Regions from separate parts of the Sus scrofa genome. Here all the other regions are linked to region 3. A link is a contact called in public HiChIP or PLAC-seq data. All regions are on one chromosome and are shown on one strand. Each heading gives the region's core, a stretch centred on a gene start, on an enhancer-like site or on the middle of the called end of the contact. The rest is flanking DNA. Distances are from core to core; before and after follow the strand shown.

Region 1 (2,700 bases), core at 116-2,615, 360 kb before region 3:
AACAGTTGAAACATTTTGCTAATAACAACCTCCATGTTGGGAAAATCCACCATCTAAATGCACAGAATGAAAAATTAGTTTTATTACTTTTAAACTTTTCTAACTGGAAAATAAGGGAGGAAATAAAAAACCCAAAACTCTATTCCACATGATCCATATAGGATTTCAATTAGCTCAATACAGTCCAAACGTAATCACAATTTCAACCACTAGCACTTTCAAGAACACCTTTTAAAATAAATTTTAAGTAAATTTTTATTTACCTTTCTGACACTGCAAAGCCACCAGCAGAGCTACTTTACCTTACTTTAGCATAAATCTAGGGACAGCCTACTATATGACCATAGAGTTTGTTACTGAGAGATTAAAAATAAGAAACAAGTAAAAATAATTACAATAAAATACAAAGTTATCAGGATTCTGAAACTTTAATCCCCCCTCAAATCAATGGTACTGAAAATATTCTTTTACCAAAAAAAACAGGTACACACTGTTTAGTGCTCGTTTTTAAAATTCACATTATTAATAAAATTTTAGGGTTTGTTCAGAGTAACACACTAAATAGTCTATACTCATATACTTGCTGTGTTTGGGAGTGGGGGTTTTTTTGTTTGTGTGGTTTTCTGTTTTGTTTTGGAGGGGCTGGTTTTGGTTTTTTTGGTTTTTTTGTCTGCAGTGCAAAAGACATTGTCCAAGAACCTTAGTGGTTGTATAAACCAGTTTGTTCATTCATAAAGTGCCTAAAACACCTCCTTACTCCAACACTCTAGAGCCACAGAAGAATTTCCCATAAACCTAACTCACACTTTAACTCTCCCTTTCAACTCCCCAAACAATCCTTCCACCTTAATAAGCTAATTTCCCCAAGTGTGATCAGGCAAACAGTAAATTAGCTTGAAGTGTTTTTTTGAAAACTCAGATTCCTGTGCCCCAGCCGAGACCAACTCCGAGTCTCTGGGGATGGCTCTTTTTTCTCTTAAGTTTGAAACTACTCAAGACCCCTCCACACACTCATCCCAAACTCACAACTCCCACCACTCCCAACTGGTCCAACTTCGGGGAAACGTTACCGCTAGGCTCCGAGCCGTCTCGGGGCGACCCCACCCCTCTCCCGGAGGCCCCAGCTCGGTGCCCGCTCCGCCGAGGGCCCCAGTTTCTCAGCCCAGTCCCCGCACCCCAAATCTTTCTCCTCACTTCTTCATATCGCTGCTAAAGAGGCCGAAGGCACCGGAGGGGGAAATGGTTGAGGTCGCCTCCTGACCCAGCTCCGTCGCCTCCCCTCCTCCGGACTGTTCATTGTAAGCGAAGCTGTTGCTGGACATTGCTGTCGTGCTGCCGGGTGTCGGGTTGGTCCTGCCGGGGGCTCTCTCTGACCGGCTCCCAACCACAGAACGCGGAACAAAACTAGTTGTCGTGCGGCGGGGCGCGCGCAGGCGCTTCCGGACTCGTCGCTGCTCCTTAAACCGACCAGGAGGTCCACCCCCTGCGCATGCTCAGTGTGCATAGTGGCCGGAGCCCACCGCCGGCCACTCCGGGCCTGCGTGGATTTCCCATCTCCTGGTTTTCGAGGTAGCCGGAAGGCTCAGTCTCAGGCTTCGCGCCAGGCGGGCCCTGATCTTGCAAAAGACTGAGCTCAAGGCTTTTAAAGTTTTTTTGGAGACAGATACCCATTGTATCCTTTTTGATCTCTAAGGAAGTTCCCCAACCCCAGACATCTCTTTGCTAGACTCCTGTTGTAAACCAATAGCTTTCAGATTTCTCCTAAAATGTTATTTAATACACCAGATCAACTTTCTTAGACACATCAGGATTGCTTTTCCTTTTTAAGCCGGTTTCTGCTCCTTTTCCTCCGGCAAGCTTTGTCTTAACTTTTACATCCGCCCCAGGCAACCTCAATCGCAGATCTCTGCAGATTAAGGAAATTTCTAGGACCCCGTGTTTGAGGATCCACCGCTGCCGCGGCAGAGAGGTGATCTTTACAGTGAAAGTTCCAAACGAAAATCCCAGGGCCATTGGTTGCAAGGAGCTAAAGGAGTGCACCCTCCTGGCGTCTGGCTCCCGAAGGTAGAATAAAATGAAATACAGATGCCTCGAGCACCAGGACTAGCCTGTCATCTAGGTACCTCCTTCATTTGTTCTTCCCCTAGCAGTTTCACTTACTAACGTCTTTTGGGGTGTCAAGGCAGAAAGTTGCCCGGCCCCGCAGTTGCACAAGAGAAACCTTCTTTCCAGGAGTAACTTCCCCCAGCCTGACGTTTCAGGTGGATTTCAGAGCCTACCCAAACCTTTCCCCCACCTCTTCCCCTTCAGGCAGGATTTGAAACCTAGAGCCCCTAGAGCTAGAAACTGTCAGGGGAATAGTGAAGCACAACCTGTGGGACCAGCGCCGGGGGTGGGGGTGGGGGTGGGGATGACACGCCCAGAAAGCACCAGCAGGGATGCCGAGATGGGGCTTCCCGCTTTGGGCCAAGCTGCTCCCAACGGAAGAGGTGTGGAGGAGGTGGAGGGAGGTGGCTCAGAGTGTGAACCTCACAGCCTCTGATGGCCACACTAAGAATAACAGGGAGATCATCACTACATATCTACTAAAATGGCCAAAATCCAGAACACTGACCACACTAAATGCTGGTGGGGATGTGGAACAACAGAAACACTCATTGATTGCTGGTGGGAATGCAAAACAGTACAGCCACATTGGAA
Region 2 (2,700 bases), core at 91-2,590, 290 kb before region 3:
GGATTTGCACCAAACACATGTTTTGAGCACTCTGCTATAAACTATACTCCCGGCAGCTGCTGAGGATAGGACAGCAACGACAATAGATTGTTTGCTCTTTTTTCATATCCACAATCTTGCAGCCCTGCCATCATCAGTCTGGTCTGCTGTTACTCATTAGCTGACACTCCTCCTAGTAGGCTGCCTAGGACCAGCTTGTCATATATCCCAACCCGAATCCCGCCAAAGAGAGTTGATAGCAAATGTGGTTTTTGCCTATCACCTCCAACTAGTGTTTTCACAGTGGGGAGAGACTATTTCCCAGGTGACTTCGCAAAGTGCAGGAAAGCCAAGAAGACTAACTCTAGTTCCTTCCAAGTCTTAGGCCCCTACCAAGTGAAAATAATTCTGGCTTTTTGTAGCTTTATCTGCTGTTTTGCTGTTAGTGCAAAAAGATGAGAGGATGCAAAAGCGATGTCTTCTCAAGTTCAGGGGTGGGCCAAATGAATGATACAAATAAATTCCTTACACATATACATTTTTCGGTGTTTTCTGGTGTTGGGTAGCGAACAGGAAAAAATCAGAGGCATATTATTTTGAGCCCGAGGGCTTCAAAGAAAACACAAAGGGCATCCTTTTGTCATTCATTAACATTAACTTGAGGGCCTTGATTTCTGGACCTGTGCTACCCCACAGTCATTTCCGGCGAAGGTGCCATTTTGCAGACTCCGGAGCACGGTAGCAAGAACTGGACCCTGGTACCTAATTTCTCTTTCCCAAACCTCCGCGGAGCTAGTCTGGATCGATAGCGCCAAGACAGGTTTCCGTGATTTAGCAACAACCTAGAGTATGGAAAAACCGGAAGACGGGAGGCTGGGATTCCCAGGTGGGGGTCAGGGGTGTGCCAAGACCGGACCCCAAGGGGCGTTATCTTTGGAGACTGAGGCGGAGATTTTCCAGTTCCTTGCGCCTCTCTGCCCCGGTTAAAAAGCCACACCTTCCCCAGGTGTGGCGTCTACGTCCCGGGCTACCTTCCCAACCTTGGGAAGTAAGGTCAGCGTACGTCTTTCTTGCTCAAAAGTACCACCTTTTTCCTAAGTCGCGCTCGGCACAGGGGCCGATTTTTAATTCATAATACAACCGAGTCCAGCCAGACGCTCGGCTCCTCCAGAGGCGGAATCAATGTTGGGCGCTGAGCACAAACCGCCTCTGCTCTCGGGTCCCTCCGCCCCTAGTTCCTATCCGGTCGTAGCTAAAGCCCGGAACGCTGGATTCCAGCCGGGAAGAACGGGACGGCGAACCAGGAGCTGCGCCGGCGGCCGGGAGCCCGCCGCACCGGGCATGCTCAGTGGCACGGCCGGCTGGGTGGCCTCGCGAGCTGCACCCGGATCTGCTCGGCGACGGCGGCGGCGACGTGAGCGCGCAGGGGGGCGGCGGCCTCGCCTCGTCTCTCTTCTTTGCGCCTGGGTCGGGTGGGTGACGCCGAGCGCGAGATGTCGGATTTTGACAGTAACCCGTTTGCCGACCCGGATCTCAACAACCCCTTCAAGGTGAGCGTCGTCCCCAGCATCTCCCGCCGCCGCGATGCGTGGTTGTTTGTTTAAACCGACAAGTTCTTTGGTGCCCACTGCGCCTGCCACTCGGCCCCCCTCAGCCGCTTGGACAGGGGTTCCGGGCCATCGCACCCCTTTGGGGGGTCGTGCTTTGGCCCCCGCGTCACTCGTTTGGGGTCGGAGTGGAACCTGCTAAGCTCCCTATCCGGCCGGCCCTCCCCACGTCCCCGACTGGAGAGGGTCGTGCCCTGGCCCGGGAGTCGGGATTCCCGTGGCTTAGGCTTCCTGGTTTGCCTTTCGGGAGCAAGGAGGGTGAGAACCCAGAACAGGTGGAGTTGTCATCTGTCAGGCAAGTGTGACTGGCCGGACCGGGGCGGGGGCCAGGACGTGTCGGAGGGGGGCTCACTCTCGGGAGGGGTTGTCATGGGGATCCCAGGCGGCGGCGGCGAAGGGCGGCGTGGAGGAGAGGTGAGGGCATCGAGTACATTGCAGTTTAAAAAAAAAAAGAAAAGAAAAAAAAAAGGGGGTTTTGTTTTTATTTTTTAAACTTGTGTTGCGCCCAGATACCACCAGCGGCGCTGCCATCCCTCCTCCCCACCATTTGCCTGAGGTTGAAGGTCCTGATATCAAAGCATAAGTTAAATATAAATAAAAGCACCTGGAAACAATAGTGCACGTGGACAATCGTCTTCCTACCTAACTGTTCTTAGTGAGGTAAACGACGGGATATTTTCCAAGCTCCTGGTGCGTCAGCTGTTTGCTGCACTGTGTGGAGGATACCATTTCCACGTGAGCTGCTTTCTTTCTGAGTCTACCTTTATCAACCCCAGCTATAGAAGAGCTTGGTATAGAAAGAGGCAGAGGAAAGTGGTTAAGATGTTCATTATCTGTGTTTAAATTAATGCAACATCTAAATAACTATCTTTTTAAAGTACCGCTCCAGGTTTCTTAATGAGTGCAGTTGCATAGCACGTGTAATGTGTTTCCAACTACTGGTTGAGTTTGGTTCACTTCCTCTGGATGTGTACAATAGTAACTTTAATTTGTGGTCCCTTCCAGCTTGATTTTACGTCTTTTTACTCCTGGTTTGATCTCTTAAGAATCTTGGAAGAGGAAAACATCCCTTTTTCTGATTGTTAGCTTGATAATTTCATAGAGGATTATCTTA
Region 3 (2,700 bases), core at 89-2,588:
ACCGGCAGGAATGAGTCAGGAATACCCAGGAAAGAACAATACCAAAGAAATTGGCATCCGTCATCGCTTAAACCTGGCGCAGGTGGAGCTCTCTCAGGTGAGCAGGTGAAGCAAAAGCAACGTGCGGAGCAGAAACGTCACTTGGAACTCGATTACTCAGATTTAACTCTGCCAAGCAGGCTCGAACAGCTCCCCTCCCCCTCCAGCTCCCACCACTCCCACCCCCCCCCCCGCTCCCACACACACTAATCTATAGGGGCCGCTTAGCGATTTCAGGCAGAAGTTCTACTTCACATGTGGGTCAGTGATGGCAACCTACATGCAGGCACACAATCACAGTAGAGAAACCGGGAAATACAGGAAATGGCCCCGGTGGGGTGGGGGTGGGGGTGGGGGATGAGATTGGTCTTTTCTCCCATTTGCTCCCTTTGATGAAACAGCGCACCGGTTCTCAGAGCTCAGAACCCTTCCGAAACAGCAGGAAGAGAGAACAAGATTGAAGAAAATTCGTTCGTTCTTCCGAGTTCAAAGAACACCGCTGAATGAAAAGGGGAAAGAGACACACACACAATTTTGTGCCTGAAAACATCCAGAAATCCAGAGAGAGTCTTTCCCAGCCCTTCACTCCAAACCATCGGCTCAACCCACCCAGCCCAGATGTGGTCTTCCCCACTCCACGCCCTCCTCCTCCTCCTCCTCCTGCAGCCCGCACCCGCAATCCCTGCTCTGCCCACAAAAATGCAGCCCAGATCTGAGAAGCAGCTGACGTCTGTGGCCGGCGTGACCCACACGCCACAGACCAGGCCCGCGGGGGCGACCACGGGGCGGCCCCCGGGCGCGGTACGAGGCGCGCCAAGCCTGGAGCCGAGAAGCGCCCAGGACCCGCGCGCCGGGCAAACCCCGCCGGCGCCGGCGACAGAGCTGGGCTCGCGCCGGCTTCCCGACACCTCGCCGTTCCAGACACAACTTTTTCCACTTCTGCTGCGGGCAACCTCGGCGGCCAAAGCCGAAGCGGCGTTCCCTCTGTTTCCAGTACGCAGCACCCGTCCCGCCTGCACCGTCCCGGCCGGGTCCTCCCTCCCCGCTGGCTCCGTGGGCGCCGGGAAGAAGTTCGCGCTCCGGCCGCGGCGCACTCAGCCCGGGCTCCACCGGCCGCGACGGCTCCGCGAGCACCGCGCCGGGTGCCCCCCTGGGCCGGGGCTCCTCGCTTTCCCTCCACAGCGCGCTCTGGCTCCGCGACTCCAACTCACCCGGCCCCCGGCTCGGCGGCCCCGGCTCCGAGCGCGCAGTCTTCCCCAAGCCGGGGCTTTCCGTTACGCCTCCTCGCAGACACCTCTCTAGCTGGCCCCGCCGTCCGCTCGGGGAAGGAGGAGGAGGGAGAGGAGAGGGGAGGAGGCAGCGAGAGGAGGGGGCGAGGGAGGGAGGGGAGAGGGTCCCCGGGCGGGGGAGGAGGAGGAGGAAGCAGAGGAAGAGGAGGCGAGGCGAGAGCGCCGACCTCGGCCGCCGCCGGGGCTAGCAAGCAGCGAGGGGAAAGAGGGGCGGGGGCAGAGAAAGAAAGAGGCTGCCGAGCCTCCCTGCCCAGGACCCGGCCCCGCGCGGCTGCCCAGTCACCATCGCCGCCGCGTCCCGCTCTCGGCCGGCGTCCGGGGGGAGGGGTCGGGGCCCGGGGCTCTCCCGGCGCGGCGCGTGGGGCGGGGCGGCCGGCCGGGGGCGAGGCGTGGGCGGGCGGACGAGGCCCAGCCTCCGGGGGGAGTGTCCTGCCCGGCCGGGAGGGTGTGGGCGAAAGGGGATCCCCGAGAGGAGGGGCGGAGGCCCGGGGCCTTGGGAGCCGGTCACTGCGCCCGCGGGGCGGCGGCGGTGTCTCCCGGAATCCTGCGAGGGGTCCCCCGCGCTGCGCCGGAGAACCTACCGGCGCAGTTTCGGGAAACCGTCTCTGTGGCGCGGAGAGTGTGCACTGCCCCGCCGGGCGGCGGCGAAGTCTGAGTGGGGAGTGAGAGGCCCGACTGTCTAGGCGGAGAGCCGGCCCTGGAGCGCTCGGAGCCATTCCCCAGGCGAGGCCCAAGGGAAAGAAACGTCCGTAGGCTGGTCCTGGGGAATCCAAAGCAAGAGGGTGGGCTGGGGGGGATGGGGGTACCTGGACCCCCATCCTCCTCGCCTTCCTATCCCGGAGTCAAGGCTCCGGGCGTAAATTTCCTTCCCCGGTGAGTCTCTAGGAAAAGAAACAGTGCGAACAGTCAGAAAGAATATTTCTAAACTGATTGTTTGGGGTCCTGAAACATACTCCCTTGAACTCAAAATACAGTTTCAGGGTGAATTTTGAAGGCGCTTTAGCCGATAATCTGAAAAGTCATCCTTGTCCAGAGAGGAGACTCACTCACCAACTGCTCCCCATTGCCTCCAAGGTGGGAGCAGAGACAAATGGCCACAGATTAAGGTGACAAAATTCCTTGTAATTTAAACGTAGGGACACAGCATTTAGCCAAGCAAACCCGTCTTATTTTTTTCTTGTCAAACTTGCTCCTTTCCCCAACTCCTCAGCCTCTTGTCTGCGACGCCTGTATCCGCCAGTCACCTGTATCCACTTGTCGCCACAACTCAGACCCTAGCACTCAACTGGGGGCCTCTCTTCCATTTCCAAGAGCCACCTCCATTGATTCTTCATTTTTAAAGTCTTTCCAGTTGCCCCATCCTCTTCAAACT
Region 4 (2,700 bases), core at 172-2,671, 280 kb after region 3:
GCTGGAACCGAGAGGAGGCAGCAGCAACAGCAGCAGCCCCAGCGGGAGGACGGTGGGGAGGAGCGGCCGCCGCTGCCCGGGGCCTCGGGGCCAACTCTCAGCGCCTCGCCGGCCCATCTTGCGTCGCCCGCGTTGCCCGCGCCTGTGGCGCCGCCAGCCTCGGGCACCACTTATAGAATCAGGAACTGAGCAGCCGGGGCTGCCCCGCCCCGGCACTGAACCTCACCCCCTGCGGGCCGTGGGCAGTAGAGGCCCAGCGCCGGAGACCCGCCGCCTCTAACCCCGGCCCGGGCCCGTGTGGCGGGGGAGGAGCCAGCGAGTAGAACTCGGGCAGCCTCGCAGCTGTGCTCCAGGGTAACTCCGTTGATGCTTGATAAGGGCCAAGGTCTCATCTTTCCAGCGATGCTCGTTGCCTCTTGGCATCCTAAAAGAGGAGCGAATTTGCTCTTTTTAGTAACTCTTCACAATTTACACAGCATTTTTGACAGCCCTTATCTCTTTAAATCTCACAACTCTGACGGCTCGGAATCATAATTTTGCCCCTCCCCCCCCCTTTTTTCCGGAGTAAACAAGCTTGGAGTTGCTTGGGCGTAACCCAGACCCAGTTCTGACTCCATATCTTGAGCTATAATGTTTTAAGAGTCGTGAAAGCATCGTTTCTAGCAGAATTGTTTCTAGCAAAAGAACCCAGCCTCGTGCATGTAGAACAATGAAGAGGCAGAGATCTGAATGGCGTTTCAGATTCCTTTAAGAATAGCATAGGCCTGCGAAGCCACTTCCTCCCCACTTAGCCAAAAGGGGCCAAGTACACACTCGGACTGCACGGTGCCGTTTTGAAGGTGCAGCTTTATAGTTAGGCTGCCCTTGGAGTGCTGTGTGGCCAGGGAGTAGCTCATTAGCTTGTCCAGATACGAGCCCTTTCAGAGTTGGCTCCCCCACAATGAAGTGGTGAACCAAAGTAGACTCATTTGCCTGAAACAGTCCCTGGATGGAAAGAAACATTCCTTTAGCCACATGCTCATTGAAGCATGGGAAGTTAGCCTCATGACCAGTGTATTCCCATTGCCAGCCAAGACTCTGCCTCCTCCCTCTATCTGGAGACAGACAATAACTGTTACTGGTTGTAGGGGAAGAAATTTTGCGCTCCTTTCAGGTTATCTGCTTCTGATTCCATGGGACTCATTGTACACATTTATAGGTTGTAGATAACTGAGAGCAATGGAAACTAATTCTTGTTTATACACATGCAAATTAATTCTATCCATTGGAATGACACCCTCGCCACTACCTTGGAAAAAAGTTTTGCCTCCACTTACACATTTATTTCATATTCCTGATCTGTTCCTTGGATTGTTCTTGGAACTGGTGTTAACACTCTGTTTCTTCGTTAATGAATTAAATAAAATCTTTGATGTATATTCATTTTATATGTGTATAAGGATCATGATTTTCTCATTTTTTGAAAATTATTCTCTAACATATGGAATGTTTCCTTCTTTACATACATAGAATTTTTTTTCTCTGCATGAAGTAAATTAATTTATGTTACAGCCACTTGTCATCTGTGGTGGAATCGATGAAATTTAGCAGGAGAAAAATTGGCATTAAGTAAAAAGAAATTTGTGTGTGTGTCTTTTTAGGGCCATACTGGTGACATGAAGGTTCCCACGGCAGGGATTGAATTGGAGCTGTAGCTGCTGGCCTACTCCACAGCTATAGCAAGGCGGGATCCATGCCTTATCTGTGACCTACACCACAGCTCACGGCAATACCAGATCCTTACCCACTGAACGAGGCCAGGGATCGAACCTGCGTCTTCAGGAATACTAGTCAGGTTAACCGCTGAGCCACAATGGGAATTCCAAAAAGAGAATGTTGAAGAGCTATTTGACTCTCATTAGGTTAAGGCTTGAAAATTTCCTTTAAAAACCATGTAAAAGATCTTTAAGGACAAAATTTTCCATGGTGGCCCTTGCCTGTCCCTCTTTCCATAACTGTTCCTCCCTACCCTTCAGGATAGAAATCAGATTGCCCAAACCATGGCTGGTAATCTGCAGGAACAATTCCTCCTTTGACCAACTGCTCCAGAAACTACTGAACTTGCACTGCACCTTCCGATGTCCTGAATTTTCAAATAAAAGCTTATGCTAAAAATGCTCTGGAAATGTGCAAATGAGTTAATTAAAAAGAGTTAATTCTATTTTTCATTTATGCATTGAACATCTTTGACGTGCAGTATAGTCTAGTTATTGTAAAATCTCTCCATTAGAGTTGTTGTTTCCTAATGATTAGGCGCAGGTTATGGGTTTATACAGAAATACTGCAAATATAACGTATTCTTGATGCTTCATATTAAGAGTCAGGTGTTGTTGATTTACTTTATTATTTGATAACTTAAGGTGGCCGTTTCCCCACTGTAAAGTTATTATTTCCCCCCTGTAATTAATAATTATTTTATGGGGAGGTACTTTGAGAGTATGCATATATTCTGTTATTCCTAAAACTTTCGCTTATTAGTTTTAACCTTCCCTGAGGCTTATTGCTTCAGTCATTATTAGGATGGTTCCCAAATGGTGATTATAGTGATTTTCTATCATTCTTTAAATAGATTTATTAGTTGTCTTTCTACTACTGTAAGGAAGAACTTTGCCTTCTTCCTCATGTGTTTGTTTATATCACTATGAACTCAAAGATTCTTAA

What was found. HiChIP or PLAC-seq counts read pairs in DNA pulled down with a chosen protein or histone mark.
Region 1: a contact with region 3 is called in an H3K27ac HiChIP or PLAC-seq map of alveolar macrophages. The contact joins the promoter of AP3B1 here to the promoter of LHFPL2 in region 3. A contact is called at or near these places in 1 of 47 Hi-C or Micro-C datasets (embryonic fibroblasts) and 1 of 2 datasets of contacts at active chromatin or transcription factors (alveolar macrophages).
Region 2: a contact with region 3 is called in an H3K27ac HiChIP or PLAC-seq map of skeletal muscle, with 5 times the contacts expected there. The contact joins the promoter of SCAMP1 here to the promoter of LHFPL2 in region 3. A contact is called at or near these places in 1 of 47 Hi-C or Micro-C datasets (heart right ventricle) and 2 of 2 datasets of contacts at active chromatin or transcription factors (alveolar macrophages and skeletal muscle).
Region 4: an H3K27ac HiChIP or PLAC-seq map of alveolar macrophages shows a contact between it and region 3. The contact joins the promoter of ARSB here to the promoter of LHFPL2 in region 3. A contact is called at or near these places in 1 of 47 Hi-C or Micro-C datasets (brain) and 2 of 2 datasets of contacts at active chromatin or transcription factors (alveolar macrophages and skeletal muscle).

Annotation. Positions count from the first base shown.
Region 1 is chr2:87,141,298-87,143,997 of Sscrofa11.1, forward strand. It overlaps AP3B1 (adaptor related protein complex 3 beta 1 subunit), which reads right to left and starts at 1,366. Exons shown (of 27, transcript NM_001098585.1): 1 at 1,195-1,366. The coding sequence starts at 1,322.
Region 2 is chr2:87,209,499-87,212,198 of Sscrofa11.1, forward strand. It overlaps SCAMP1 (secretory carrier membrane protein 1), which reads left to right and starts at 1,341. Exons shown (of 9, transcript NM_214245.1): 1 at 1,341-1,529. The coding sequence starts at 1,473.
Region 3 is chr2:87,497,039-87,499,738 of Sscrofa11.1, forward strand. It overlaps LHFPL2 (lipoma HMGIC fusion partner-like 2), which reads right to left and starts at 1,339. Exons shown (of 5, transcript NM_001243213.1): 1 at 1,251-1,339.
Region 4 is chr2:87,778,132-87,780,831 of Sscrofa11.1, forward strand. ARSB (arylsulfatase B) reads right to left here and starts at 1,422. Exons shown (of 8, transcript XM_021084478.1): 1 at 1-1,422. The coding sequence starts at 117. LOC110259405 (a long non-coding RNA gene) reads left to right here. Exons shown (of 2, transcript XR_002341753.1): 2 at 1,641-2,217.